Linked DNA regions of Gossypium hirsutum: region 1 is linked to region 2. Evidence: chromatin contacts called from public Hi-C data. All regions are on one chromosome and are shown on one strand. The core of a region is the stretch at or near the end of the contact, and the rest is flanking DNA. Distances in the headings are between cores, read along the strand shown. Region 1 has its middle 23 kb from the start of LOC121229639. Region 2 holds the start of LOC107916808.

The links. Hi-C and Micro-C count contacts between places; a contact is called where the count stands out from the background.
Region 1: a contact with region 2 is called in a Hi-C map of leaf, with 2.3 times the contacts expected there. The contact joins the enhancer-like site here to the promoter of LOC107916808 in region 2. A contact is called at or near these places in 7 of 34 Hi-C or Micro-C datasets (fibers, leaf and seedling).

What each region holds. Positions count from the first base shown.
Region 1 is chrA01:18,912,439-18,917,787 of Gossypium_hirsutum_v2.1, forward strand. No RefSeq gene overlaps it. Among protein-coding and RNA genes, the nearest start is that of LOC121229639, 23 kb to the right of the region's middle. Within about 2 kb of position 2,018, at least 1 of the 9 cell types and tissues checked has an H3K27ac peak or open chromatin away from gene starts, as enhancers often do. A contact at or near this core is called in leaf, where this site is marked.
Region 2 is chrA01:18,847,589-18,853,160 of Gossypium_hirsutum_v2.1, forward strand. LOC107916808 reads right to left here and starts at 3,949. Exons shown (of 1, transcript XM_016846182.2): 1 at 2,964-3,949. The coding sequence starts at 3,773. The coding sequence ends at 3,132.

The sequences.
Region 1 (5,349 bases), core at 768-3,267, 63 kb after region 2:
ATGTGTTTTAAACATGTATTCAAAACGTTTTTTTTTTTAAATTTGACATTTTAAGTATAATTTAGTTTATGCTTTCGAAAAAATAATAAGAATTTAATTATTTATTGATGATTTTGAATTTAAGAATTATATTTTTTTTACACAGTGTATTCATCTATTGTGTCTTTCAATTGATGTACATATATGCATATGATAAATATTTTGCCCAGAAAGAGATACTCTTAATCAAAATTATAAAGTGCCAGAGAATATTTTCTTTTTCAGATTTAAGAAAAAAGAAACATAAAAACAAAAGCATTCCTTATGAACAAAATTAGGCTATTTTACCCATTTGACCCAAAAAAATTAATATTTATAAAAATATCCTGATTTAAAAACATTCACTCAAATAACTTAAAATGAACAGTAAATTTGAGTTATGAGAACTAGATGCCTGGCACCACTATTTTTTCTATTAAAAAAATAATTTTTGAGGTTTTAAAAATAGTCAGCATCTATGATTTTTTTTCAAAATTTTTATTTTTATTTTTATTAGGGTGTATGGTGCCAGCCAACAAATGGTAAAAGTCACTTAACAAAATAGATTAGAAATATTGCAATATAACCCCTCCTTGTTTTCCCATCTTTTTTATTTCCCAAGTCTAGTTACATATTTTATATTTTTAAATAATATTGAACTACTTATCATGTTTTTAATTATTATTCAATCACTCACATTATTATTAAATTTTAAAATTATTTTAAAATATATTGAACTACATATTTTATAAATATATTACTCGTTATTTTTTAAAATAAAAGAAACAATAATTTAGAAATATTTATTTAAATTATTATAAAAGATGAAAATCATTAAAAAAATATTCTAATTTTATCCAAAAAAATCTAATCTAATTGTGCTTATTAAATTTAAATTAATTTTAAATTAACTACTTTTGATTTAAAAATTAACTAGTTTAGTATCAAATACTATCATTTTGGTTACTGTATTTAGCATTTTAATATATTTTCACAATTATAAAATTCAATATTAAAATTAATAAATATTTTTAAAATACTTTCATTTGAAGTTCTTAAATAATATATTAAAATAAGATAACTTTAACAACTTTTTATCAAAACCACCTCTAAAAAATTATCATTAAATTTAAAAAATATATAATTTTTAGGCCTAATTTATTATTTATACTTGAGGTCAATGTAATACTTAGTAAAAATTATACATTTTAACGTTTGAAGGTAAATTGTTGAATTTTTAGTGTTTAAATTAAGATTTAGAATTCTCATAAAAAAAAAATTAAGATTTAGAATTATTTTAATGAAAAATTATAACTAAATAATCATATTAAGAATTAAATTTGATCAATTCTAATCCAAAACTTGAAGTAATCGCAACAATTAAGCTACATTTAACGAAATAAAAATAAAATTTTTTTAAAAAATTATGAAAATTCAAATATGATAATATTAACATGTTATTTTAAATTAATTTTTAAATTTAATAATAATGTGAGTGATGCAATAATAATTAAAAAACATGATAAGTAGTTCAATATTATTTTAAAATATAAAATATGTAATTAGACTTGAGAAATAAAAAAGATGGGAAAATAAGGACGGGTTATGTTGCAATATTCTTAATCTCTTTTGTTGGGTGACTTTTTCCATTTGTTGGCCAGCACCACACACCCCAAAAAATTAATTTTTTTTAATTAGGTAAAGGGGTGCCGAATGTGCCACCACCCAAAAAAAATTTTGAAAAAAAAAATATAAGTGTCGACCATCTAGTGTCTAAAATCTCAAAAATTATTTTCCATAATCCAAATTTATTGTTCATTTCAAGTCATTTGAGTGAATATTTTTGAATCAATATCATTTTTATAAAAAAAATTAGTTAAATGGATAAAATAGCCACAAAATTAAATATTTAAAAAAAATTGTGTATTGCTAGAGAGGGAAGATTGTTGGTAGTCATTACATCATGTGCGATATCATATAGCTGCCTATAAAACCCTATTTTAAGCATCATGTCTCAAGTATGCATGATGTAGACCAAACATTTCGTCGTCATCTAACCTGTAGAAACAACAAACCGACAACCCATTTTATAACAATCAATGAGGTCTATAAAACATTCAACATAACCATTCTATTTACTGCATAAATTCGTCAAACAAAATAGAAAAAGAAAAGTTGACCTCTAAAATATTCATCTATTTTCATAATTTAGTTAAACCGAAATAATATATATTTAACAAGGGAGCAAAAAATATATATTTAATTTTTCTTTATTTTATGGTTAAAATATGCTTTTAGTCAAGATAAAGTTCGAGATTTTAAGTCCTTGTACTTAAAAAGTTCAAGAAAATTAAACCCTCTTTTTTAAATTTAAAATATCAAATCAATCATTAACATTGTTAGTATTTTAAGTCAAATTTTATCGACTTAGCACATTGGTTAAGTTATCTTCATATGATTGATAAAAAATAAGCATGCCAAGTTGATAAATTTTGACGAAAACTACTAATGATAATGATTGTTGGGCTAAGATTTTTAATTTGAAAAAGTAGAATGATTAAATTTTTTACTTTTATAGAAGTACAAAAATTAATTACATATGTTAACCTTATTTTTACTATACGTTGCAATTACATGTCATCCTCTTAATTTTTTTTGGTAACAATCATCCTCTTAATCTTGCTCATATCTCTACTAGTATTAAATCATTTATTCTACTACTACTAAATATTTAAGTGTGTGCTTGGTTAGGTGGAAAAGTGGAAGGATGGGAGGAGGGAAAGGAAAAGTGAAAAGAAAATAAAGTGTGCTTGGCTAGAAAGAATACAAGAAGGATAATCATTTTCCATCCTAATGCATAAAAATCAATCCATCCAAATTAGAATGATGAGAGGAGAGATGTATGATAGTGCAATATTATGCATTTTTTAATTATTTTATTTTCTTCTATTTCATTTATCAACTTTATCAAGCAATAGATGGAAAGAAATTGCCTTTTTTTTTCCACCTTTCCTACTAAACACACCTATGAAAAGAAAAATTATGCTTTTCATCCTCTTAGTTTTCTACTCCTTCAATTTTGTATCATTTCAATTTTCTTTCCATTCTACTAAGTAGAGTCTTATTGAGCTTGATGTCATCGGCCAACTAAACACCAACTTAATCAGGTAGTGGTGAAAATACCCTTATTTTACAAGACAAATTGCATTATTTGGAGGGTATTTTGTTATAATTTTATATCTTTTATATAATAAGTATGGAACTCAAACCTCTATAATTTTTAACATTTCATTTGATATTTATATCAATTTTTAATAAATATATTTATTATATAAATATTTTTCATTCCATAATGTAATAGCATTTAAAACCCGTTGATAATGAAGGAAATAATTACCCTAGAAAATATATATACATCCATCTATCTAGATAGTCATGTTTAGACAAATAGCTTGGAATCTTTATTTGTTAGAGTCAACAATGGACAACCTAAAATTATATCCAATTTAAAATTATTAAATAGTATTGTGAACGAGATTTAACTTGGAACCTTTGATCAAATTCTTCTACTTGCGTACAATACCTAATATTATAAAATTATAAAATTCTATGAACAGAATTCCAATCATGAGCCAACATACTCTAAAGAAAAAAGGAAAACAAAATGAAGATGGAAGAATCAAACATGCAAGTATTCAGCAGCTGGTCCCATCTGTTTTGCTTCTCTTTCCCTCTTCAATTCTGCACCACGTTCCCTTTCTTTTATTTGATCAGTCAACGATTTGAGAAGCTTCTCAATAATAAAAAGTTGATGGGTCTTTTTCCCCATTTTGCCTGATCAATCAAAGTTTATAATATTCTTCTCTTTTTGTTTCATCATAGAAGAAACGGTTGATCAATCCTATAATCTATTTTTGATTCGGATCAGGAGTGGAGAGTGGAAACATGTATTTATGTAAATGGATGGGAACCATGAAAACAGTATTGGACATTACCTGTCTCTAATGATCAGAAGAGAGTGTTAATGGCAAATAATGTACCCAACTCCTTCCTAGTGATTAGGAAGAGACAAGCACGTAGAAATAGTGAATCTGTTGCAACAAAGTCGGTTCCATCATTTCGACTGCTGTATCCAACTTCCCGGAATCCTATCTAATCACCATTCCTTCTGAGCTAAATACAACTAGCAAAACTTGCAATGCTAACACTCTAAAAGGATAACTAAGATGCTTTAGTTTCACATCAGATAAGAAATAAGAGACATTTGGGATGTGCAATAAACTAGTTTTAAGAGAGAGATGTTGTCCTGGATATAATTTTTTTTCTTTTCCAACAAGACCCAATCAAATGAGAGTTTGCTTTTTGATATTTGTTTTCTTCAAGTATATGTAAAGTTGAGCAGATTAAGTTAAAACGTGTTTATAAAATTCAATGTAAGAGAAGAAAATCATATTAAAAGCAAGAGAGCATGAAAGTTTTATTGTGAAAATAGTGGGAATGGAAAGGGAAACGTTTGCTTTAGGTAACTAAAATAGTAAAGGGAATGTTTTAATTAAAAGGAAAAAAGAAAGTTTTACTTTAATCTTAACCTTTAATTTATTTTAATCTAATGGTTCAAAAATGGTATAATGGTGTAAGTGGATCCCTCTCCCATATATATATATACACATATTATTAATATTTTAATAATCCAACCGTTAAATTTATCAAGATAGTTGTACTTGGCATACTTGTAATTTTTTGAATCGATCCGATATCTCCATCATATTGATATAAAATATTGTCTATACCAATATATATTTAACAGTTGAAAGTTTTTTACATAAAATGAATAGTTAGAAGATTTTAATTTATGTCAAACTTAACATGCATGAACTACATAAATGGAGCATGAAATATGAAAATTAAATTGTTAAAAAGTTAATCTTATAAAAAATTATGAAAGGGTGTAAAACCATTTAAGTTTTACACTTATGCAAGTGGATCCCTCCCATTTATATATGGTTATTTGAATTGGATTGGACTAAACCGGTAGGTGTATCGGTTTAGAGAGAGGTATTAGACCGGTTAACCTGCAAATCAGTACGGATTGGTTGAACCAGACTAAAAAGTTGGTTGAATTAACTGTTAAATTAGTTGAACTTGTTTTTTATTATGAATTTTTTAATGATTTATTTAATCGAACCGACGAATTGATGGCCTAACTGGTTTAACGACCATTATGGTTCTATATATATAATGAATCTACTTATATCGATATTATTTTATATATAGAATGAGGATACGCAAAAGGTGCTTGTTGTCAAATTTGAAGCTATACATAGATATGAG
Region 2 (5,572 bases), core at 2,699-5,198:
TTATATGTATGGAATGATGTATTGACCAATTTGGCTATTTCATGAAATGTGTAAGGTGACAATGGAATAATATGTCTATATGTTATTTTCATTAGTTAAAATATGAATTGTTGGTACTTTGTGTTTAATTTCATACGAACTTACTAAGCTTTAAGTAAACTTACATTCGTTTAAATTTTCTTTCTTGTAGATTGTTGAACGCGTGATTTCGTGATAGGTTTTAAATATTTATAATTACTCGTTCTTGAACTAACTATTATCTCGATGTAGGCAAGTGTACCTATAGAACAATAGTATAGTTTTAGCAAGACCGGATTGTCGAACCCAAAGGAACTAAAAGTACTAGTAATGACTGTCTTTTTATTATTTAGCCTAAGAATAAAGAGGTTTTTGTTTTAACTAACTAATTATCTAAACTAAGAATGCACAGAGAATGGAATTGGGGAATTGCTTTTGGAAAAATTGATTGAATGAAGACAATACTTAAGGAAAAATCCACCTAGACTGTACTTGTTATTCTGGCTCTGAATCGGACGATTTATTCATTTAACTTGTTTCGTAGAGATCCCTAAGTTATGTTATTATCCCTATTCAAGACTAATAATGTCTAATCTCTAGATTGAATAACCGAGACTTTTTTCTAATTAACACTCTAGGGTTGCATTAACTCGATCTATGGATCCCCTTATTAGGTTTCATCCTAATCCAGAAAAATATTGTCACCCTATGTCTAGGCGGGCAATCAACTGCGCTTAATTATGACAAATGTACTCTTAAACAGGGTCTATTCCTCCTTTGAATAAGAGCTTATCTTGAATCGGTATCTTGGGATATCAAAACAAGAATTAAGAACACATAATTAAGAATAAGTCAAATATTTATCATACAATTCAGAAAATAATAACAAGATTCGTCTTAGGTTTCATTCCTCTTAGGTATTTAGGGGATTTAGTTCATAACTAAATAAGAAAACATCTCAGAATAATAAAGAATACAGAACATAAAGAAAACCCAAAACTCCTGAAGGGGAATTGAGGAGAGATCTTCAGTCTTGATGATGAATCTGGCTTCTGAGATGAATCAATCGGCTTTCTTGGAGTAATTCCTTACCCCTTACTCTGTCCTCTCATTTTCTTCCTTCTCTAGGGTGTATTTATAGGTTTTGGAATGCCTAAAAGCTCTCAAAATTAGCCTTTTCCAAATTGGACTCAACTTGGGCTCGACAGGGACACGCCCGTGTGTGATTACTTCAAGTCGTGCTCGAGCCTGCCAAATTGACATGGCCATGTGGTCTGCCCCTGTGAGGAGGTCCAGGCCGTGTTGATTTCGTACTTTGGCCCATTTTATCCCTTTTTGGCCCGTTTTTCGTTCCTTTCGTTCTCCTGTGCTCTCCTAAGTGTAAAACATGAAATTCAAGCATTAGGAGCATCGAATTCACCAATTCTAATGGAAAATCATCCATAAAATGTGTTAAACATGGGGTAAAAATATGTATAGATTTTCTTTCTTGTAGATTGTTGAAAAATGTGCTGTTGATTGGATCGTCTCCAGAGCTCATACTATCCACCAAGTCTTTTGGTAGACTTTTGCTCAATTTGGCCTGGTTATAAGTGGCAAGTAAATAGGCGTAAACGGTTATATAATGTGAAATTGAAAATTATGCTTTGTGCCATTTTCATGTGAATTATGTGTAATGTTAAGTGTTAATGTGTAATGGCTTATTGTGGCATGAATTGGTATTTTGGTGAACTTTGCTTGATGAAATCTTGGCATTTGGAATGATGATCATGTGGTGGTAGTTAGGTATGAATCTTTGGTATATTTGACGATGAATGGTTTGCTTATGAATTGTTGAATTGAGATGCCAATTGTAACATATTAGTTAGGCACTTTAATTTTTTTTTTTGGGGCCAGTGCACTTAGGATTGTTTTATAAGTTGAATTTTGGGTTTATTTTGATGCATTATAAACAAGTCTAATGAATGGTAAAATGCTTGTTTATGGCACAAGTAAGAATTGATTATGTGGCTTAATTTAAAAGACATATTTTAGCTCACACAGGTAAGTGACCCAGCTGTGTGCTTTGTATGATATTGGTTATTTTGGTTAGACACAACCATATTATATCTATGGAAAAAAATATTTCTATTCTTTTATTTTTCTACTCTTTCAATTTTCTATCTTCTCAATTTTCTTTCCATTCTACTAATTAAATCCTTTAAGTTGGTTTTTTTTTTCAACTTCTTCCTGTACAAAAAGACTTGATGAATATAAGAAACGAAGCAGAGTAACAAGCTCATATTTGCTTACTTCACTAGCTAGATAGTTTAATTATACACACACAAAGAGTTCGGATAGATATTTGTCATCGTCCACCGATCAGTTAATATGATTTTGTAAATCAAAGGCTTGAAAGAGAAAACTATTATTAATCAATCCAATATTAATGGATGGAGTATCAATATTTTCATGTAAACACAAATGGATGAAGCAATGGACAAAAGAAAAAACCTCCATAACAAAACAGAAAAGTCCGTACTATCAATATTGAGAATGATGGGTGGGTAGATGAGTGGAATATGGGAACTGACTGGCCCAAATTAGCAGTGGGTTTATTTCAGCCGTTTCATGAAGCCTTTGGAGGGCCTCTGTATGACAAGCTAAGGTCAAATCCATTTACAAATAACCATTGGATTCGGGTAGAACCGGTAGGATATCCGCATTTAAACAAAAACATAATTATAATTTAAAGCAATTCCGTTTTGACTAGTTCAAAACAGATAAACAATTGAGAGCGCCCCTTGAGCCTTTGGATTGTAGACGTAATGTTCCATTTTCTTTTTGATGATTTTATACCTCCAAATATATGCTTCCGGCCTTCTCTCTCAATATTACATACCAGTTGAGAATAAATGAAATATAAAGATGAAAAAAACCCAAAAAAAATCATGTGAGAATGATGATTAATGGAATCTCCGGTTAACTCAATAAAAAAATGACACTCTCGATCTCAGTTTCTATACAGGACAGGGAAGTTTTGAATTTAATAGATATATGTATGTATGTATAATATGTTACATTGGGGGCTCATGGAAAATTAACAACTTGAAAGGTGGATCCGGGTAGGTAGATTACAGAACGGAGCCTTCGTAAATAGTGGACAGCCTTAGCTTAAAAGAACGAACGGCCAATTTGGCTCGTCTGGATGTGTATCGCTGCAATTTTCTAAAAGAAGCAGATCTTGACATCCCAGATGGCTGAGGTTGAGTCTGGGGCTTGGTAAAGGACTTGGTGCTGCTGGGGGTTGGGGCTGATGCGGTAGAAGCGCCAACAGGATCAACAACAGATTGAGCTACCACCATCACAGGGTTAATTCGGGCCTTCTTGCGCCGATTGGAATCGTTTCTAGAGTCATTCTGGATAGCAACGCTGGCTTTGACGGCCAAAGCGGCCATATCCTTGGAAGCCAATCGCTGCTGAAGCTTGGAAACGGGAAGCACGAAGTATATCTGATTGGGTTGCAGTTGATGGTCCGCATTCAAGGCCGGAACGTAATCGTCGTAAGATAAGCTATCCGAGTTGCAAAGGAAGATGGAGGAGGAAGAAGAAGAGGAGGAGGAGGAGGAGGAGGAGGCTTCGGCGTGAAGAACCTGAGAGACGCAGACCGGGGGATTATATTTATGAAGATCACCGTTGAGGGAAACAACATGAGCTGTTGGGCGAGACCCAGATTCTGAAAATTCAGGGTTTTCGTAAGAGAAACAGGCACCCATGGCATGGATGGAAGGACGGATTGTTAGAGAAGAATATATAGAAAAAGTAAAAAGGAATTGGGAGGTTTTGGAATTGCAGTTGTATTTGAGGAGAAATGGTTTGTAATTATTATGGTTAACTAACAAATAAATAAGAGGAGATGATTGAAGAATGTGGAAAGGAGGTTTTATAAAGAGTGACGCGAGCCACGGCGTCACGCGGGGAACATGAAATACCGTTGGCGTTGCAAGTCAAAGGGGGATGCTGTTGTTGTACTTTTCAAAGAGATAGCGATGGGGACAGCTGATTCATACCTACTTTTTCATCCAACTGTTTGATTTTGACGTTTGACTTTGCCAACCCTTAATAAAACCCCTCCCCTTTATAACTCAGCAGTGACGCGTTGCGTAGGAAGGAAGCTATTTACTTGAGCTACACTCTCACACCTCCGCCACTTACAAAGCGCAGCCGTTATTTGCTTCTAATTAAAAGTCAGGCCGAGTGACGCTTCTTTTTTAATTTCAATTTCCATTTTTGTTTAATTGATATATGTTCCACGTACCAGTTTATTTGTTGTAATGGGAGAGAAATGATCTTTTATGTTTTCACACTAATTTTAAATTATTTGTTTTATATTAAAAAAATCAATCATTAATATTTTATATTATATAATAAAGTTATCAGATCAATTAAAATATTTACATGCTTGACAAGTATAAATGTTGAATTATTCATATGAAAAGTTATAAAAAATGTAAAATTATTTTAGTTTTATATTAATGTAAGTGAATTACTCTCCCTTTATTTAATGTTATAACTTGTTATATGATTAATGTATGTATTTAAAGTTTTGTTTAAAGGTGTTTTAAACATGTGGTGTGGTGGTTGCCCATTTCGTCCGTTAATCATGTATTTAAGAGGTTTAATCTCTACTTATGAGAATAAAATATACTTCATGACCAGCCACTCGCTTTTCTAAAAAGTATCTATGACCAGTGGTGGAGCTAAAGGGGGCTGGTAGGGGCCCCGACCCCCTAAAGTGGAAAGTTTTTCATTTAAATTTTTTTTATAATTTATAAAATTTTAAATCAATAAAGGTAAAATTACACTTTGTCCCCCTAAATAATAAAAATTTGATTTAATCTTTTAAAAATTATAAAAATATAGACTATTAAAATGATAAAATTATATTTCTACTATCGTAAAAATATACAATTTAATTATGGCCTTCCAAAAATATTTTTCGACTCTACTACTATCTATGATGAAAGAGTTAATCATTACTATCGATTGTGGATATCCTAAAATCAACAAAAACAGAAAATCTATTATACATGATAGTAAAGCAATTTAAAAGAATTTGATGTTATTTTCAAAACTTGTTTTCTAAATTTGTTTTATTTGATTTTTTAATTATTTTATCTTTTATAAATTATTTGTCGGGGGTCCACTTTTTTATTTAATATGTTTGAATTTTTTTGTTTTATAAATATAGAACATGTCAAAGTTAAAATGTTTCTATATTTATATTAATAGCGGTGATAAAAGTCAAAGGTAATTAATATTTGTAGTGCTTAAAGTCGTAGATGGTTTGGAAAGTCTATTTTTTTCTGTAAATATGATAGAAGGGAGAAGGGATTATATAAAAAGGTTTGGAGTTGAACATGGCCCCGCTTAATGGGTACCTCATTGAATAAGAATAAGAATAGAGGAAGGTTCTTAAAAAAAATAATATTAGGTTTTCATTGATTAACTTCAATGATATTTAAAATAAAAATAATGGTACAATTAGTTAATAAGATTGAATATTGTAACAGTG